2 separate regions of the Triticum aestivum genome follow, and region 2 is linked to region 1. Evidence: chromatin contacts called from public Hi-C data. All regions are on one chromosome and are shown on one strand. Each heading gives the region's core, a stretch centred on a gene start, on an enhancer-like site or on the middle of the called end of the contact. The rest is flanking DNA. Distances are from core to core; before and after follow the strand shown. Region 1 has its middle 11 kb from the start of LOC123083086. Region 2 holds the start of LOC123083087 (E3 ubiquitin-protein ligase Os03g0188200).

Region 1 (5,701 bases), core at 2,562-5,061:
CAAACCAAACACCTCCTAACCCGCAAGAGCTATTTCTCGCCTAGAGCGATATGGGAGATTGTCTTGCTATAGGAGAGCAAGACCGGGCCGGCCCTTTTAGTGCAGTTTTCTCGTTCGAGGTACTCGCTCGCTATAGGTTCGCATTAGGCCGGATTTCTATGTTTTTGTTTTTTTGTTACTCTTCGGTTCTTTTTGTATTTTCACCGGTTTTCTTTGGTTTTTCTTTTTCGTTTTATCCCGATTTCTTTCATTTTTGTATGTGTTTTTCTTTACCTTTTTAGAACCTTTGTTGATTGTTTCTTGCTCATCGGTTTCTTTTATATTTTTCATTGTTTTTCTTCATTTTATTTGTTTCTTTATTGGTTTTAATCTTTTATTAGTTTTCTGTATGGAACGTGAATATTTTTCCAAATATACCGAGTAATTTTTGAAAATACATATTTTTTATGTCTACTTTTTTCCATATAGATTGTATATTTTCTGTATACATTAGGAATATTTTTTACATATGCCTTTAATATTTTTCATATACATGCTTAACATTTTTCTAATACATGATTAACATTTTTCCAAAAAAATTCGATATATGCTTTCCCATACACATTCTCCATATTTTGATACATCGGGGACATTTTCTATATACATGTTTAACATTTTTCATTTACACATTTAACAAATTTCTAATACATGATTAACATTTTCTAAAAACATATAATTTATGTCAACTTTTGTCACACACACACACTGTATATTTTTTGTATACATCAGGAATATTTTCTATGTACATGCTTACCATTTTTTAAATACACGATTAACATTTTTAGAACATATATTTTTTGTGTCTACTTTTTTCATACACATTCTACATTTTTCGTTTATATAAGGAATTTTTTATACACGCTTAACATTTTAAAACACGTGATTCATTTGTTTGAGAAACATGATTAAGTTTTTTCAACATACATATTATCGATGTCTATTTTTTATACATGTTTAACATTCTTAGAAACATTATTAATATTTTCTAAATACATGATAACGTTTTTTATACATGATTAACATTTGTAACATGTATGGTTAGTATTTTCATTTTAATATTAAAATGATTTTTATAATAGTAATAACTTTTTTGGAAATATAAACAAAAGTAAGAAAACAAGGGAATAGAGAAAAGAAAAAATGTGAAAAAAGGAAAGGCAACAAAGAAAGAACTACCAACCTTGGCCGGCTCATTTATGGCGATTCCCTACGCAAGCAAGCGCTACAGCTCGCGTCGGGCAATATATAGCCGTGCCCCTCCACCACCCATGCCGCACGGTGCGTGGCTTATAAGGGTCAACCGTGCACCCTGCACGTGCTTTGAACCGACTCATGAGCGGGGCGGGGCGCCCATATATTTTATATTTTTTAACTAAAAGATGTTCATAAATTCAATAATATGCTATGGATTAAATATGATTCATCAATTTGGAAAAATGCTTTGGATTATATATGATTCATAAATTTGAAAATGTGTTGGATTAAATATGATTCATCAATTTGATTGTTGCTTCGAATATTAAAATGTACCAGGATTTCAAACAATGTTCCAAATTTCAAATAATATTCATAAATTTTAAATACGGTCATGATTTTTTATATTCAAGTATTTAAAAATAGTTCACGAATTTGAGAATTTTTCTGAATTTTAAAAACTGTTTGAATTTAAATAAATGTTTGAAATTTCAGAAAAGTTTTATGAGTTTTAAAAATGTTCGTAAATTTCAAAAATATTCGCAAAAAGGAAAAAGGAAATAAAAACCAAAGCAAAGACATAGAGAAAAAAGAAAAAAAGTTTTGGGAAGGTTCTAGAACTTTCTTAAAGCCAATGGTCAAACAACAAATGGACACGCCCATGTTGTGTCACAGCCACTCCAGAGGTGGAAACGTGCGCTATCGGCCGTGTTACACGGAAAATTTGAATCGCCAATTCAACCATCATTCCCCAGCAATCCGCGGCATTTTTTTGGAAGAAAAACCAGGGGGAAGAGTACTACATGAAAAACACACGCGCGTGTGCGCGCACACACACACACACCTTATAGCATCTTCAATAGATGATGTAAAACTTAGTGATGCAAAAAAGCGATTATAGGGTAGGAGAGAGATGATTTATATGCATCGTGGCTGATGTTGTCCAATAGATTCCAAAAATTGGTGCCTAAAAATTGGAAAGTTGTTGTTTTTCCGATAGATCCAATGGTGGGGGAGGATTGGAGGCTAATTTGATGATCGCCGATAGCCAAGCTCAATTTCGGCCAATGGAGCTCGCTAGGCCGCCAAGGACAAAAGTTGGGAGGGACCAGGAGCCGGGGTGGGGTGGGGGTGCGGCCAAATTTGGTGATGGCGCCGCCCAGCCCCTCGAAGAGCTACGAATGGGGCCAGAGATTCGGTAGTGGTCGTGCTGGTCGTTTGGAAATTGCACAAACACCAATTGACCTTGGTGGGTAGTGACGCGGTGAAGGCCATCTCATGCAGTGGAGGTGGGCGTGGTATGGCCAGAACCTGTAGCATTCTGAGCTTCTGCGACGGCGGTCGGGATCACAATGGTTGTCTTAGTCGACGGGAACGAGTTGCGGGGTGGCGACAAGGACGAGGGCAGTCACTGGAGTGGTGGCCGTGGTGACCTGCGACGAGAATTGACCAACGATCTGGCAAAGTGGAAATTTCAGAGTGGCAGTTGGGTTCCCGCGCGCAGTTGTGTCATCCATCATTGTCTGTTGCGCCTCTACAGCTTGAGTGCAAGGGAGGGCCGGTGGCGATCCTATGTGTAGGAGGAGGAAGGTACACAGAGAAGGGGCTAGGGGAGGGGTTGCATGAGGAGGAGGACGGGCATCAGCAACGTAGAGGAGGGGTTAGGATTAGGGAAGTGGGGAGTGGAGGGCGGAAGTGAGGAGAGGACAGGCACGGCTCGGTCTCCACCACGGACGAGACCGATATTTATGGGCCCGGGTGAAATGACTAAAATGTCCCGATGAGAGCATGAAATTTTCGTTTTATTGCAATTGGAATTTTATACAACGGTTGAGCTCAATCGTGGTGAAATTCTAATTGGCTCACATCAAAACAGCCCGAGACCCAACGGCCAGGATTGCAGAGGAAAAACGATCAGATGGTCCAGAATGCCAAATCGCTGTGAGAAGCTCATTCCCTAGGGTCTGTACTACTGGGATATGTCCAACCTCATACAGGCTCCGGGTTTTCACTTTTTTATCTTCCACTTTAGGGGGTGTTTGTTTACATGGACTTATTAGTATAGGAATTTAAAAAAGTCCTTTTTAGTCCCATCTAAACCAAACAAAAGAGACTTATATAAACTTAAATTGGGCATTTAGGACTTATGAAAGAAGACCCTCAAAAAAAGTCTTTTTGAGACTTTTAGTTATAACATGATCTCTTAGTCCATGTTTAGTCCCAGAAACCAAACAGGTAAAGGAACAGGCAGAGACTTTTTAAAGACTAGCGACTTTTAAGGTTTTTTTTTGAAGGAGACTTTTAAGTTGGGACTAAAAAAAGTCTTAAGACTTATGAATCAAACAAGGCCTTAGACTGTCACGTTATATTGACCCTTTTTATCGTCATGTCGTTATTTGGTTGTCAAAATCGTGTTAGGTCGATGATCGCGATCGGCCCGTCTCGAGCTTAATCGGAACACACATGCGAGAATTGTTCAACGTTGATGTTACTTCCGCGCGGCTTACATTGGCTCCATCCGAGGGATGGATCAACGGTCACAAATTAATCGGTGTTTATCTTACCTTTAGTTGACCGGTCAGTTTTCTGGCATGCGTAGACCGAGGGGCCAGGCATACGTACGTGTTCGTACACTCGATGTATACTCAGTATGAGCGTGACAGGTCTGTAATACACACACCTCAGTACCTCACTGACCCGATAATCCCAGTCAATGTTCTGGTTATTTTCTCCAAAAAAAACTGGTATTTATACAACTCGTGAGGAATTTACACATGTTCTAATTAGTAGCTATCGGTGTGAACTTACACATGTCATAATGCCTGAAGAATTTTCCGCGAAGGGAAAAATGCTTTCTGAAGAATGGTTCGCCGCAGCCTCTTGGTTCTTTAGTTTTCCCCCTTTTTATAGTAGGTGAATTCGTTTAGTCGTTGACCTTTGAGGTTTGAACATCCATCCAAAATCCAAGCAATCAGATAATCAAATGCTCATTATCCGCTGGCGCTGCTACGTTTCATACGACGGATGAACGACTCCCACGGCAGCTAAGCGAAACAATATAGGAAAAAACTGAGGGCATCTCTAACGCCAATTCTTAAACCACCCGCAACCGTTCGGACGTAACTGTTCAAATCCCGGAAACCATCCAAGGCCAGCCCCCATATGTCCACAGAGCAGTACGGACTATGATTTTCCCACAAACTGGAACCAAATGCGTGAGGCCTTTGCGGGAGTCCAGACACGAAACGCACCAGACTATGTCGCCCACTGAAAGGATCGATATGGTTGACTAGAGGGGAGGAGGGGGGGTGAATAGGCAACTAACAATTTTTAGCTTTTCTTTACTAAATTAAACTTTGCATCAAAGTAGGTTGTCTAGATGTGCAACTAGGTGAGCAACCTATATGATGCAACAACAACAAGCACACAAGTAAGCAAGGGAAGTAACACTAATAAGTTTGCACAAGTAAAGGTACGAAATAATCAAGAGTGGAGCCGGTGAAGACGAGGATGTGTTACCGAAATTCCTTCTTTTTGAGAGGAAATACGTCTTCGTTGGAGCGGTGTGGAGGCACAATGCTCCCCAAGAAGCCACTAAGGCCATCGTATTCTTCTCACGCCTCACACAATGCGAGATGCGGTGATTCCACTATTGCACTAGTGCAGAACCGGGCAATAGCACCGGTTCATAAGGGGCTTTAGTGCCGGTTCGGTAACCGGCACTAAATTGTAGGCACTAAAGGCCCCCACTCCTTTAGTACCGGTTCAGCACGAACCGGTGCTAAAGGGCAAACACGTGGCACGAGCCAGCTCCGTGGGCGCGTAGGACATTAGTACCGGTTGGTAACACCAACCAGTACTAAATGTTTTGGTGTGTTTTAGTTTTATTTTTTATTTTTACTTTAATTTTGTGTTTTCAATTTAATTTAGTGATTGTTTTACATTATAATGAGTTGTTAAATCATTAGGTGATTAGTTTGACTGGATGCGTGTGGATCCTAGCTAAGTCATCAAGTATATGTCATATCCATATTATATATACTTGATCACCTACTTAAGTGATCGAGGTAATATGGATATGGCATATACTTGATCACTTAGCTAGAATCCATCCAGTTGAAACTAATATGCAATTTCTTTTATAAATGATATAATAACTCATTATCATCATCATATTAATTAGTATAAAAACTCTTGCATCATATGTATCATCACCAACGGTTTTCATAGCAAAGATATCATCGAGTTCAACATGGTAATGATATTATAAGCGGTCATAACACCACAAAAGCAAATCACTCATTGAGATTAAGTTCAGAATAAAGAACACGGACATGAAAGGACAAGTACTAAGAGCATGAACTAGCTAATTAATCACCCGTGCTGTTCTCTCTCAGGTAAAATAGCATAGAACATGTATAGCTTTGCTGATTCATCATATTAGAGCATGCAGATGAACCTGTCTCCT
Region 2 (5,769 bases), core at 432-2,931, 84 kb before region 1:
GAGCATGCGATAATGAGTCCATGAGTGTAAACAATCACGGTTTTGCATTCAGTTCGGTGCAAAACACAAATTAAACAAAGAAAGAAAAAAAAAATCAAAAAGCCCATGAGGGATGCAGAAAACAAAGAAATGGGCCGGCCCACGTGGATCACAAGCGAGTGTTTGCTCGCGATTCCACGCGCAACGTGTGATACATCACTTGATCACATTAACGTGATGTTATGACTCCAATGAAGATGCCGGAACTTCTTAGTTGTGCAGCATTTGGGAAAATAATAAGTAATAATAAAATTGAAGATGTTATTTTGGTTTATGGTTTTAGATTTGAGTTCCTACTGTATAATTCAGCAACGTCAAAGCAAAACCATGCAGGATTCATGTTGCCCATTTAATGGTTGATTGTTGCAAGGTTTGGACAATCTAAACTGTGTGTGACTACCTCGTCGATCAACAACAACATGCTGCTAGAACGCTAAAATGTACCACCACCGAGGAGATATATCTTGGCTCGCCAAATTTACGCTGAACATTAATCAAGGACTCGACATCGTTAGTGTTTATCAAACCAGAAAAACCATCCCAACTTGCGTTCATAATATGTTCATTATTATCACTAGCACGTCAGCTTGGGGGTATGATGTGCTAGGCGTGGCGCGTACGTGAACCAGGGTGGCCGGCAGGTCGGAAAGTGGTCTGACCCAAGATAGGCTGAGCCACACCGGGTAGTGGTGCTGGTGCCGTCCAATCGCTGCTTTTGGTATCCATCGGCCGGACCTTTAATTTACCTTGGAAAAACATTCACGATACACAGCGTCGGTGTCTTTAACCTGCGCTCTTGGACTGAACCGGAGCAAAGACTCGTTCTTGCTGGCTTTTCTATGATCATTCAACAATGGTAGGTGATGTGAACCCGCACCGCCCAGGCATATTTTTGCTTACGCCGCACCCTGGAGAAGAATAATAGAGTAACAAAACTCTACTTTTGAAAGGCCTGGCCTAATTATCTATTGTTAGAATTTGGCTTATTGAATCAGTAGTAGTCAATGTGTATGTGCAATGCATGTTAATTTAAAAGTATATTAAGTGCATGCGGATATTAACTAGGATATTATTTACGTGTTACTATATTTGGTATGAAATTAATTGCATGCTAATCGTGTTAAGCGCTCGACATTAAAGCAATCTAGGTCGTTGGATTGACATGATTTGATGGTTAAGATTAAGTCGATCTGCCCCTTTGAATCTTTTTATATTGATATAAGATATAGATATAGAAACAAGGACCTCGCAAAAAAAAAACTCTTACCAAATGCAGCCATGAAAAAAGGCATGAGATGAGACGGTTACAAATTTAAATTAAAATAACCCGGCATTCGTTGTCCTCCACAGGATTACTACGCGCCAGAGAAAAGCTATAGAAATGAGAGGCCAATAATTCTACTTTTTTATTAAGGCGATTTGCCTGGGCTGACGAACATGTCAGCAGCCAATGAGAAGCTCGGTCAGCCGCACCGCCCGCTCTTCTTCCACCTCTCACCGGCGAGGCGAGCTACACGTCCCCGTCCCACATGACCACGTCCTGTTTCCCCAGTCCCTGACTGGTGGTCCCGCACAAACATTCTCTACGCACATCACCATCCCGATCTTACGTTACACTTTTTCGTCCGGCGTAATCAAACACTTCCTTCCCGTTCCATCAAAACCTCCCTCCTTTTTCTTTCTTTTCCTTTCTCTCCGGCGCCACGATAAATCTGCACGGCCGCCGGCGGTTCGCCCCTGCCAAGAGACGGCAATGGCTCGCGGCCAGATCACATCGCTACTCCTCTTCCTCCTGCTCTCATCGACCGCGCTCCCGTGTCTGGCTCAGCAGAGCAACAGCACGGGCCACACCCGTTCGTCCAGAACCGCCGGCGGGTTCTCGCCGACCACCGTCGTCGTGCTCGTCGTCCTCATCGCGGCCTTCGTCGTCCTCACGCTCTTTTCGATCTACATCAACCGCTGCACCGGCGGGCACCCCGTCCCTCGCCGGCCGTACCGTAGCACGGTCCCTGATCAGCCCGTCGATGCCGCCGCCCACTCGGATCGCTGCCGCCCCCGTGGCCTCGACAAGGAGGTCGTGGAGGCCTTCCCGACGGCCGTCTACGGCGACGTGAAGGCGCGCATGGCGACCAACAAGTCGGGCCCGCTCGAGTGCGCCGTCTGCCTCACCGAGTTCGAGGACAGCGACGAGCTCCGGGTCCTCCCGGCGTGCTGCCACGTCTTCCACCCGGAGTGCATCGACCCGTGGCTCGCCGGCGCGGTCACCTGCCCGCTCTGCCGGGCCGATCTCACCGAGCCCCCCGCGATCCCGGCCGCCGCCGAGAGCCGCGGCTACCTGACGGACACGGCCGTGCAGGAGGAGCCGGAGGAGCTCGACGAGGAGTGCTCGGTGGTCTCTTTCACGGCTGAATCCCTCACCAGCTTCAGCACGGTATGGAGGCACGAGTTCACGGGCGCGGAGTACAACCACTACCGCAGGACGCAGTCGGCCATGGACGCGCCGGACCGGCACACTCTGAGGCTGCCGGAGCACGTCATGAAGGAGCTCGCCGCCGTCCGGAGGCACCGGCGGGCGGCCAGCCTCGCCGCAGAGTACCCAGACACCGCGGATCAGAAGACACCGGGGTGGCTGACCTCGTTCCTGCGGTCCATGTCATGGCAGCGGCAGAGCCGCGGGGACTCGGACGCCGGGGAGGAGCACGGCGGCAGCAAACGGATTCATCCCGTGGCCGGAGCGCCGGTTGAAAAACCGAGCGGGTCGGGGTCCGGCGGGGACGAGAAGAAAGAGAGCTCCGACGTTGACGCGTTAAACCGGGTTTGACCTCTTCGTTCGTCCTTGTGTGTAATCTTGTCTGAGTTTCCTTATGCAAATAGAAATTTTACAGACCTCCATGGCTTGCGATCTCCTCGTTTCTTTCTCTCTTTGAATTTGGAAGGAAGAAGATCTCCTTGGATTCATGCACCTGCTGCCGTAGACAGAAGTTTTCAGATTATGCATTACATCGTCGTGAATTAATTGTGCAATTAGTTCTGCTACAGAAATTACCGCGTTTACTTGTGCGACTTATGGCAAGGCGTTAATTACTTCCTATGTTACCTGGTGGCCCTTGACTGCAGCTCCCTGGTTGTCAACGACGCTTACACCAAGAACGCACTCCATAGCAAAATCCAGTTGTTCTTGGGTTATATGTATGTTATTAATGCATGTTACTCTTCATCGTGGCTAGTTTAAGAACACACTTCATAAGCAAAATTCAGTTGTTCTAATGTTGTAACCAGACCATATCGTTTAAGATACTCCGGACATCATCAATAGCCCTTGAAACCGGTCTTTAAGTTGAATGCACCTCGGTTCTTCTGAGCAAATCTTTGTTTTAGAAAGTCGGTCTTGAAAACCTTTTTTTGTAGGGTCGGTCTTGCAAACTAATTTAACAAATCCTCATGTGTCCAATTCCTTGATTTGCTGGATTGCATCCGAGGAGCTTCATGCCCACCTCGGTTTTCACCAAGCACCTCATCATTTCCGTGCCGATCCAGATGTTAGAAATCTTTCCCGTGCGGTCATTCGGCTTAGTGATGGCCCGGCCCGGCTCTGGCAATCACAGGCCGACCCCATCCGTTAGCCCACCTGGCTGCAAGGTGCCTCCGTCTCCACTGTCAACATAACGTGCGGACATGGGCCAGGGCCTCGTCATAGTCAGTCTTATCAGATAAGTGATCATGCACCTTGATACATACGGTAGTAATCTGTTGCCGTTTCGTGCTTTACCCCGCTCATAAATGCAAATCTCACACACCCCGACAAGGCTGAGGGTGATCATTCTTGGTCTGTCAGAGGACGAACACGCATAACCATGTTATCGGCTCTGCAGGACAATGGAAATAAGTTTCAAAGAAAATTTCGTGGAAACTACGTTTGGAAGTTTCCAAAAAATCTGAAAAAAATAGAGGATATTATGAGGGTGATGTTGTATTGCCATGCAAAATTTAAGTTCAAACACATTATGAGCAAAGAATAGCGACGTTTCCTTTAAACGAAACTTGATTTTCATGTGATATTCTCTTCAGGAGAAATTGATGAAAACAACGAGCAGCCCATTTCATTTTTCCGTTTTGTTTTTATTATCATGAGATAGAGAAATCAACATTGAGGAGTTGTAAAAAAAAAGCCTCCAAGAAGAAAAAAAAAACAAGTGGAAAAAATTGGCCAAACTTCATTCCAAATGGCCGAACTTGTATTGCTTGAATACGAACAACAAAGAATGTATACACCACAATAGCACAACAATACTACTACAAAACTGTGCTAAGCCTCCTCTCCCTTGCAAGAGTGTCGATGTCTGAAGTATGCAACACCGCGGCCATCTTTCTCCTTCAATGCACCGTACAAATCTGACTACGAGCCCGCCGAACTGCGCGCACGGCCAGCCGGCCGGCCGGAACGGTGCTTGTACCTTAGAGGGAACTTGCTCTCGTAGCTCCCCGATCACCGGACCTCGGACCACTTGTCCATCCGTGTGCTCGCGACCATGGCCTGCCAGTGACATCCAGGTCAAAAAACGCATCAGCAGTCAGCACTACGACCACCCAGTTACACGCAAAGATCCTCAATTTTCAGCAGGCTCGCTCACTCACCTCCTTTTCCCAGTCGCAGCGAATGGTCATGATGGCCAGGATCAGCGTCTGGACGGCCGTTCCGCCGATCATCCCCGCCCAGATCCCCTGCAAAACATTTCGCACACAAAAGTCGTCAGTGCGGCGCCGAGACCGAAGTGTAGAAGCAACCACGGCAGCTACTAAGATGAGAGAGATGTACTACTAGCAGCACGTACCAGGACGCCAAGGTTGAAGAGCCAGCCAAGGAGGACGCCCATGGGGACGCCGATGAGGTAGTAGCTGCCGATGTTGATGTAGGCCACCGCGGATTGCCAGCCAGACCCAACAGCCACACCTGCAGGAGATCACGACCATGATGAATGAATTCAGCCCGTGGGTTGGAAAGGGCCCATAAGAGAAAGATTGGGGGCCGAAATGATAGAAGAGGTCGAGCTGGGCCTGGGCAGGGTACCTGAGAGCACGGGCTGGATGCTGTTGAGCAGGATGGTGAAGGCCAGCAGGATGGCGAGGTTGTTGACGGCGTCCAGCACCACGGCGCTGGAGGTGAAGATGAGCGCCAGCTTGTCGTGGAGCCCCATGATGAGCACCCAGAAGAAGAGCCCGATCACCAGCGACGTCAAGGACGACACGATCGTCGCGAACCTCGCCCCCTTCCCGTTCCCGGCGCCCAGCTCGTTCGCCACCCGAACTCTGCAATGCAAAGCACGTGACCAACATACTTAAATTAGCATGCTGAACTCTGTTGTTCTCTATTCCTTATCTGATCCTATAGTTCTTCGATTGGTTTAAGAAGGTGCACGAAATGTGCGTAGCAAGACGGTGGTACGTACCCAGTGCCCGCGAAGAACGCCAAAGGAATCATCATCTCCCATGCGTTAATAGTCATGCTGTCCACAAAAACAAAAACATAAAATATTTGCATTGTCAGAATCACGTCGAGCAAACGTTGTTAAACTGGTACACTAAATGAGTACCACTCCCTCCGTTCCTAAATATTTATCCTACAACATACGGATGTATATAGACATATTTTAGAGTGTAAATCCACTCATCTTGCTTCGTATGTAGTCGTTTGTTGAAATCTCTAAATAAACACATATTTGGAAACGGAGG

Evidence for each region. A called contact is a pair of places that touch in the nucleus more often than the background predicts.
Region 2: a Hi-C map of leaf shows a contact between it and region 1, with 5 times the contacts expected there. The contact joins the promoter of LOC123083087 here to the enhancer-like site in region 1. A contact is called at or near these places in 2 of 5 Hi-C or Micro-C datasets (both in leaf).

Annotation. Positions count from the first base shown.
Region 1 is chr4A:680,014,656-680,020,356 of IWGSC CS RefSeq v2.1, reverse strand. No RefSeq gene overlaps it. Among protein-coding and RNA genes, the nearest start is that of LOC123083086, 11 kb to the right of the region's middle. Within about 2 kb of position 3,811, at least 1 of the 8 cell types and tissues checked has an H3K27ac peak or open chromatin away from gene starts, as enhancers often do. A contact at or near this core is called in leaf, where this site is marked.
Region 2 is chr4A:680,096,452-680,102,220 of IWGSC CS RefSeq v2.1, reverse strand. It overlaps LOC123083087 (E3 ubiquitin-protein ligase Os03g0188200), which reads left to right and starts at 1,681. Exons shown (of 1, transcript XM_044505221.1): 1 at 1,681-3,330. The coding sequence starts at 1,793. The coding sequence ends at 2,860. It overlaps LOC123088089 (protein DETOXIFICATION 27), which reads right to left. Exons shown (of 8, transcript XM_044510247.1): 4 at 5,487-5,543; 5 at 5,108-5,346; 6 at 4,872-4,990; 7 at 4,675-4,761; 8 at 4,243-4,573. The coding sequence ends at 4,526.